Linked DNA regions of Mus musculus: region 2 is linked to region 1. Evidence: chromatin contacts called from public promoter capture Hi-C data. All regions are on one chromosome and are shown on one strand. The core of a region is the stretch at or near the end of the contact, and the rest is flanking DNA. Distances in the headings are between cores, read along the strand shown. Region 1 holds the start of AI597479 (expressed sequence AI597479). Region 2 holds the start of Wdr75 (WD repeat domain 75).

What was found. Capture Hi-C pulls out chosen DNA fragments and counts their contacts.
Region 2: a contact with region 1 is called in a promoter capture Hi-C map of adipose tissue, with 2.9 times the contacts expected there. The contact joins the promoter of Wdr75 here to the promoter of AI597479 in region 1. A contact is called at or near these places in 2 of 39 promoter capture datasets (liver and pre-B cells), 1 of 484 Hi-C or Micro-C datasets (CD4 T cells), 3 of 115 datasets of contacts at active chromatin or transcription factors (astrocytes, large pre-B cells and thymic regulatory T cells) and 2 of 9 other capture datasets (adipose tissue and liver).

The regions. Positions count from the first base shown.
Region 1 is chr1:43,096,135-43,100,487 of GRCm38.p6, reverse strand. It overlaps AI597479 (expressed sequence AI597479), which reads right to left and starts at 1,778. Exons shown (of 4, transcript NM_133818.1): 1 at 1,626-1,778. The coding sequence starts at 1,724. It also overlaps a transcript of Tgfbrap1 not described here.
Region 2 is chr1:45,793,588-45,797,378 of GRCm38.p6, reverse strand. It overlaps Wdr75 (WD repeat domain 75), which reads right to left and starts at 2,213. Exons shown (of 21, transcript NM_028599.3): 1 at 1,775-2,213. The coding sequence starts at 1,857.

The DNA.
Region 1 (4,353 bases), core at 529-3,028:
CCAAGTCCAGAAGTAGAGTCCATTTAGGCATATATTCCACCACCTCACTACCTTCTTAATCTAAATAAAAATGGGACATTGCCTGAGAAAAACAGATTAAAAAAAAGCAGCTACTGAGTCGGACCATTACACTGGTGGAGTAGGAGCTCAGTCTCAGTCTGTGTTTATGTCTCATGTTTCCTTTAATGTGGTGGGTGCCTGAATTTGTTTTGTCTTGGTGCTGGTGTCTGAACCCAGTGCCTTAAGTACACCAAGTACTGGCTTTATTATGGAGACCCCCCCCCCACCTCCAAAACACACACACACACACACACACACACACACACACACACACACACACACAGCACTACTGCAGAAGAAAACTTAACTCTCCATTCTGATGACAGTAACAATAGACCATTAGCAGTCTGCCCCACCGCATTTTCACCATTCAATTCACAGTCCAACCATTTAGGCATATTTATATATATATTTATATGCCTAAATAACTTAAATAACTTATTCTCTCTCATATCCCAGTTCTGTCTCAACATCTTGGAGCACAATATTGCAAAAACACACAGGAAAAATTGGGGAAACGTATGCTTTGCAAAAATGGAAAAAAAACAAAAACAATGCCAGCTGTTTAGTTTGATTTCATTTTTAAGTTGTTGAATCATCTTATTCCTCTTTCATACAGTATATTGCTGGCTTTCAACTTGCATTTACTCTGGGATGGGAGTATCTGAATACACTTGGACAACATTCCCAGAGGATGTCATCTGCTTGGATGGCACTGAAGGGGCTGCCTTCTGGCAGCAGTGCTTACAAGTGCTGTCCTTGGGTCATCAGCAAGAACTCGTTAAAATACAGTATCAGGGCACATTTGGAACGAACTTAATGAGAAGCAGATGATGGGGCTCAATAACATGTTTTAGTAAGCCTTTGATTATCCTGGTGTGAGTAAAAGATTGAGAATCACAGGTTAAAAGTCATTATTAAAATAGTGACTGAGAACTTCAAGAAATTAGAGAAAGATACGGTACTGGGGGGGCAAAACCACATGGAATACAAAACGTGCCACATAAAACTCTAAAGAAACTTTCAGCAGTTCTGCCATTTTAAATAAAACATCACACTTTTCTTTTATGATCTGCTATTATCTTAGGTCACACCGCAGGGGCGGCGGGGGGCGGGGGGGGGTGCATGCACCACCTGGAAAGCTAGGTGCTTTAAGTTCTCCAAACGGTTACTGTGTCCTGATAATGATCTTAAGAAGTAGGTCCATCTCTCTGAGACCCGAGTGTCTGTCTCTAAGAGAGGCGAGAAGCTACCTAACAGACTAATTTTCAGATGTTTTGGATCCAGCCCTGATTGCCCCAGACTTCTTCCCTCCCGGTCTGTTCTTCTAGTCTATCTCTTCCGCAGGCCGTTGCTTGCACACAGGCAGCGGAGGTCGTCTGTCACACCCTTTCCGAGCTCTAGAGGATTTCCCGGGGGTTCCAGTCACTCTCTGGAGGCTTCCTTTGGGGATCAAGGGAGGCAAGCCCCATCCGATCAGTGTGGGCGGGGAGCGGCCACGAGCCTCCCGCAGGCCTGCCTGTCCCCGGCTGCCCGTCCGTCCTCGGTCGGCCCGAGCGCCCCACCTGCTCCAGGGTGAGGAGGAGGAACTCCTGGGATAGCAGCTCAGGGTGCAGCAGCAGCTCCGCGTCCGTACAGCTGCGACCGCCCACATCCCCCGCCATGGTTGTCGCCAGGAGACCCCCTGGCCGGCCTCCCACAAGGCACTGCGGCGGAAGCGTCGCGGAAGTGACGTGAGGGGGCGGGACTCTGGTGTCACTCAGCGCGCCCGAGACGCGATGCTTTTCCCAGAGAGTAGAGTTTATGGCTGGCCGACTCGGCTGACGCACCTCAGCCAAGAGGACGAACTGGGACTGAGAGCGGAGCAGAGTCCTGCCCGGGCTGCGCCGAAAGCACCGGAGGCTAAGCAACGCGAGCTGGCCGCCATTGGTCCCGCCCCCTGTGACGTCCCATGGCAGAGGCCTCAGGGATTCTCCCGACTGCGTGGAGAGACAGAATGGAACAAGAGGGCAGACAGCTGTGACCCCAGATGGCATTGTCATGTCTGAAGCCATGCTTCTTTTCGCTTTTTACAATGTCTCAATCGTTTATTGCCTAATCTCCCTTCTACATAAAGTAAGCCCAAATAACACTCTGTAATCCCCTCTCCTCGGACATGGTAAGCATCAAGTATTGTTCCCTGGAAAGATCTTTAAACCGACCAGCTTACGTGTGGGAAATAATAAGAGAAAGTAGTAGCGCCAGTCCAGCGACTGTTACACTACTCCCCAGATCAGCCTGATGTGCTACTAGAATGCTTGTTTCTGGTATGAGGAAAATGAGCAATAGGACGGATAATTGGAGATCACAGACTGGCAGTGACAGGAACCAAGCAAACTGCCTTTGCGCTTACTAATAATTACAATGAAGTCGTGGTTTTTACTTTAACAAAATATTGTAGGCTTCAACTATATTCTAGTATTTGTGTGAGAAATCTCTTTCATCATTCATAGGAGACAGAGTCCTCAAGTTTTTGCACATTAAAAGGTTGTACTTCATACCTGTTATGAGAGCATAGTTTGTATGCTCTATAATGTATCGTTTTATTGGAAACTGTTGCATTGTTTATGAAAATATGAACTACTAGGAGTCTACCAAAAATATGCTTGAAAGAGTGCTGAAAAATAAATGAGATGTTAAATTAGTAATGAGAGACATCTTGTAAAATTTTCCAGTTTATGTGATGCTTTCAGGGAAGAAACAATTACAGAGCTGGGAGGAAATTTTAATGTTAGTGCTTAAAAATATTCAATCCAGTCCTTTTATTTTTGTGTTTGGAAAGCTGATCTAAGTGACCTTCCCTGAAAGGACAAGTCTTAAAGCTGGGCCAAATGTTCTCAAATGGGATTAAATGCCTTAGCTTTGTAACATTATTGTGCTAGTATATATTCAAATTAACCTTTATATTGTCGTATAATAATGAGTCTGGCATGGATGGCATCATTGGCTCCATTTCCTTCACTATAAGGTTATACTAGTTGCTAGAGTAGCTGTTTTGCAGGAAACTTGAACTTACAACCAAACCCAGTTTTCACTGGGTAAGCTGAGCTGGTCTCACGCCAGTTTCTTCAGGAAACTGCTGAAGAATAATTGAAATAAGGATTATACATGAGGTATGTGTACTTGTGAAGCACTGAGGGATATTAGAAAGTTACTGATCATAGAACTCTAAGAAGGGGCAAGGGGGTCAGTTTTTAAGTAGCCCAGGTATGGATGATTCCCAGGACCACTGAGGGCCCGATTCCTCTCCCTTAGAGCTTTTTAATCTCTGAGATAAAATTATTCTTGTCTCACCCTGTTGTAAAGATTGCACCTAAAATATGTCAAATGCTTCTCCAGTTGCTTCCACCTGGACATTTGTACCCTGTTGATTGACATCAAGGGAGAGAAGTAGCAAGAAGGTGGTGTCTGAAGCAGCCAGTTTCATGTCTGGAAATGTGGTCCCAAGTACTTGCTCCACTACTTGTCTTTGTGGCTTTTTGGACTCAGCACTCAAGCTGACACTTTAGACTCTTCATCTGCAGAAAATTGTGACAGGTAAGATCTGTCTGTTTTTACTCCCTCTATCCATGTAGTACTCAAAGCATACCCTGACCTAAAATAAATGCATTAGGTGACTCTGAGGAGGAAAAAAAAACTGTAGTTTTGGACACACACACACACGGACACACACACATGGACACACACAAAAACCAAGACTGAGAGTGAAAGAACTGTAATGAGTTCTATGGATGTAAAGATGGATATAAACTAAAGTGGATATATGAATATCCATCCTACTCCCAAGGGAAAGGGGACTTTGCTGACAATGCCTGCCTACTTCTTCCTGGACAGAGCCTCTACTGAGTGGAGCTCTGGGGAAATTTTAGACTCATACTTCAAATATGTCTAGGTAGAAGGGCTGCTTCGAGAGAGTTCACCCACACCATATAATAACACCAAAACTCCCAACCTGGGAGCCAGGAACCCAAAGACTGAAAACTAGCTACCAGAGTGGAAAATGCCTACCTCAGGCCATGAGGACCTGATGCCACTGGCATCTTATTGAGAGCATTGTCAGTATAACACAATAGGCGCTTCAAACAGAAAGAAGATTTTATTCATTAATATTCTGATTTGGCAACTCTAGTGAACAGAGACATGGGGGAACTGACTAGCACTGAGCCACATGTCATCTTACAAGATGGTGAAGGAGTCAAGTTCCCTGAATCTCAATTCACTCCCTCACCAGGTTCACCAGTACACATCATGCTG
Region 2 (3,791 bases), core at 964-3,463, 2.7 Mb before region 1:
GGCTTAGCCTAATGTGGGTGTTTAAAGGAAAATGGAATGGTCCCCACAGGCTCAGAAGTCTGAAGGTTTTGGCCCCAAGTGGAGCAATCATTCCTGAAGGATTAGAGGCAGACCCTCGTTGGAAGAGTTGTGCCACTGGGGGCAGGCCTGAAGGCTTCAAAAGCCTAATCCATTTTCAGCTGTCTACACAGGGATGTCTCCTGTACTGCTCCAGCATCATGCCTGCCACACCTCCCCCCACCCCACCCCCCCCAGGCCCCAATCATGCTCTCCACTGCGATGATCATGGATTCTAACCTCTGCAATTGTGAACCTCAAATTAAACATTTTGTTTTATAAGTTCCTTTGGTCCCAGTATTTTCTAATGGCAATAGAAAAGCATATAACAACAGATAGTAGCCCTCTGCAATTTTCATCTTTCTCACTATGACGTAACAAAGTCTTAAAAGCACCTAGGCTTTCAAACATCTACACTGACTTCTCTATTCCTCACTACACAGTCAAATTTCTTGTTTTGATTTTGTCAGCTCAGCTAGTTAAAGATCAAACCATTGACCAAAGCTTTAAAAAAAAATCCTATCAGACTTGGAAAATGATATGGACCAAACACCTCATTTAACAGACAAGGTGAGGCAATGTTCAATGCAGGGTAAAAATGAGTATAAGGATGAATTTGAAGGGGCAGAACTGTGACAACTCCGCTATGTCCATTTTATCCCTTTAATTCATAAAACAATGTCAACAAAACCCCGTATACTGGTAAGTATACTGGCAGGGTATTGCGGGAGAGTACACCTTCCACAAATACTATAAATACCTTTCTAAAATAGGGGTATTTACTATTTGCAGTTCACAGTTGCAGAGGGTAGAATCCATGACCATCACAGTGGAGCCCATGATGGGTGTGTGTGTGTGTGTGTGTGTGTGTGTGTGAGAGAGAGAGAGAGAGAGAGAGAGAGAGAGAGAGGGAGAGAGAGAGAGAGAGAGAGAGAAAGAGAGAGAGAGCTGGAGCAGTACAGGAGACATCCCTGTGCAGAGAGCTGATAATGGATTAGGCTTTTGAACCTTTCAAGCCTGCCCCATTGGCACACCTCCTCCAAGGAGGGTCTGCTTCCTAATCCTTCAGGAATAATTGCTCCTCTTGGGGATCAAGCATTCAAACAACTGAGCCTAAGTATCTCTACATTCAGAGTGCTCTGAAAAACTAGCCCTACTACACACCTCTTCTAGATGATACAACGTGGCAGCAACAATGCCAGCTGACAAGCAGCGAACTGAAAGCCACTATTGTAAAAGTTGTGTGCATATAGACACTTTCTCCTACAGATCTAACATCTGTTTTTATGTAAAACTCAAAAAAAAAAAAAAGGAAAAAAGGAGCCTGGTAATTATGATGTTTTTCTGCGGGAAAAAGGCTGAATCATTAATGATTTTGAAGTCCAAAACGTTCCACACGTGAACATTAGTCTGCATGGTCAGACCGGTGCACATACGGAGAGAGTGACCATTTTCCAACCGAGCGGCTCCTAGTCCCTTGTAGACACCTGACCTGCCCCTGTAACCGCCAACCTTCCCGCAGGTGGAGTCCTGGGTGCAAGGCACACAGACACAGCAGCAAAGCCGGGCGGCTCCGGGGAGCTCCGGGTCGGTCCATGCGCTGCGCGGCGCCGCGGACTCCAGCCTCGCAGTCCGACCGTGGGCCGCGCCGCGCCGGGCACTCCCCTCCCCGGCCCGCGGTGCCCGGAGCCCTGTTGACCCGCAGCCTACTGCATACTTGGAATCCACGGAGAACACGGCCCTCCTGAAGTTCAGCCGGCTGCCGCCGCAGCGAACCACGCGGACTCCCTCTTCTACCATCTTCACGCAGGCGCAGGAAGCACCGAGCACCGGCCGGATTACGAACTTCCTTCATAGGCCGACTGGCCTGGCCCTACTCTTCCGCCCGCGGCCCGCCTGGGCCTCTCTAGCCTGGAGACTCTATGGTCGGCTCCACGCCTACGCCGCCATCTTTAGTTTGGGCAGGGTCAAATTAAAACCCTTGTAGAAGGAGTAAAGCCCAACAGCCACGCACAAAGTTAAATCATACCAGATGCCGCTACAGCTATTCGATACAGAAGAGAGTTTTCTCTTCGGCCTCTTTTACCGGACTCTAAAGGTTCCGCCAGAAGCGGAAGTGAACATCCTTTCTCCTACTGAAGCCGTTGCCTTTTCTGTCACTGTGATTGAGCGACAGCAAGATGACGCAGTCACCCTACTCCTATCCCACCCCCCTCCGTTGCCTTTTTTTGGGAGGGGGCGGGGTTCAAAGAGCGTCTTCTTGCAATGGTAACTGAAGTGGGGCGCTTTAGCTCTTTATGGCGGTTCTATGAGCATCGCTAAGTTCCTGTAGCATCTACGCCACACTTGCCAATGCAGTTTCGACTCCAGAATAAAAGTACACCTTGGTGTCAGGGCTCCTGCAGTGATGTCCGGTTTGCTCCAGTTGTTCAGTTCCTGTTGTTCAGAAGCCCTGACTTCTGAGGATGTTGATTCTTTTTTTTTTTTTTTTTTAGGTATTTATTTCAGTTACATTTCCAATGCTATCCCAAAAGTCCCCCACACGCTCCCCCACCCACTCCCCCACCCTCCCACTCCCACTTCTTGGCCCTGCCGTTCCCCTGTACTGAGGCAGATAAAGTTTGCGTGTCCAATGGGCCTCTCTTTCCACTGATGGCCGACTAGGCCATCTTCTGATACATATGCAGCTAGAGCTCCGGGAGGTACTGGTTAGTTCATATTGTTGTTCCACCTATAGGGTTGCAGATCCCTTTAGCTCCTTGGTTACTTTCTCTAGCTCCTCCATTGGGGGCCCTGTGATCCATCCAGTAGCTGACTGTGAGCATCCACTTCTGAGGATGTTGATTCTTAACACTTTGTGTTTTGTATTCGAGGTTGCTGCATATCTGTGTTGAACCGTTCGTTTGTCAATATTTTCCATTGTGCTGGCTCTTAACGACCCCTAAGGAAGGGCATCTGATATCTTAACCCTAACAGGAGCAGATTCTTGATACATTTGAAATTCACCATAACTTTATGCTGATTCATAGCAGGAAAAATATAATCCTAAGGGTCAAAACATCTATAGATCTTTAGGCAGGAGAGAGAGAGAGAGAGAGAGAGAGAGAGAGAGAGAGAGAGAGAGAGAGAGAGAGACGATTAGTTTTTGTTGGGTTCATAGTTTGGGGAGACAGAGCTAGACAGGAAGATACTGATTCTGTTTTTATCTCAAATTTAAAGAGTTTCTTTTTCATAATTATGGTATGCTTTTTCATAGTGGAAGAACATAGTGAGCTTAACCCCCCATCCCACCCTAGACTCTTGATGTCTAAGTAATACATCCTTTAAACTTGGAAACTTTGAGATCGGATATATGCTTATTATATTCTGAGACAATGAAGAAAATAAATGATCAAACTAGTTTTTACTTCAGTTGTTTTACTGTTTGGTGAACTTCGTTTAAATTAAGAAAGAATGAGGCTTTCTGATTGGACAAAGGCTAGTTGGACTACTAAACTCGTGAAAGGATTCTTTCCATGCAAAAATTTAATCTACTAACATTTCCAATAAAATTATAATTTGTGTTTTTATTTCTTTTTGCATGAACATTTAGGAACCAAATTTTCTCTTGACAGCTTAATATTTATCATTTCCTCCTCCTCCTCCTCCTCTTCCTCTTCCTCTTCATCCTTCTCTTCATCCTCCTTTGCATAGAACAGGAACACTGTTGGTGCTAGTGCACTGGTTGAGTAATG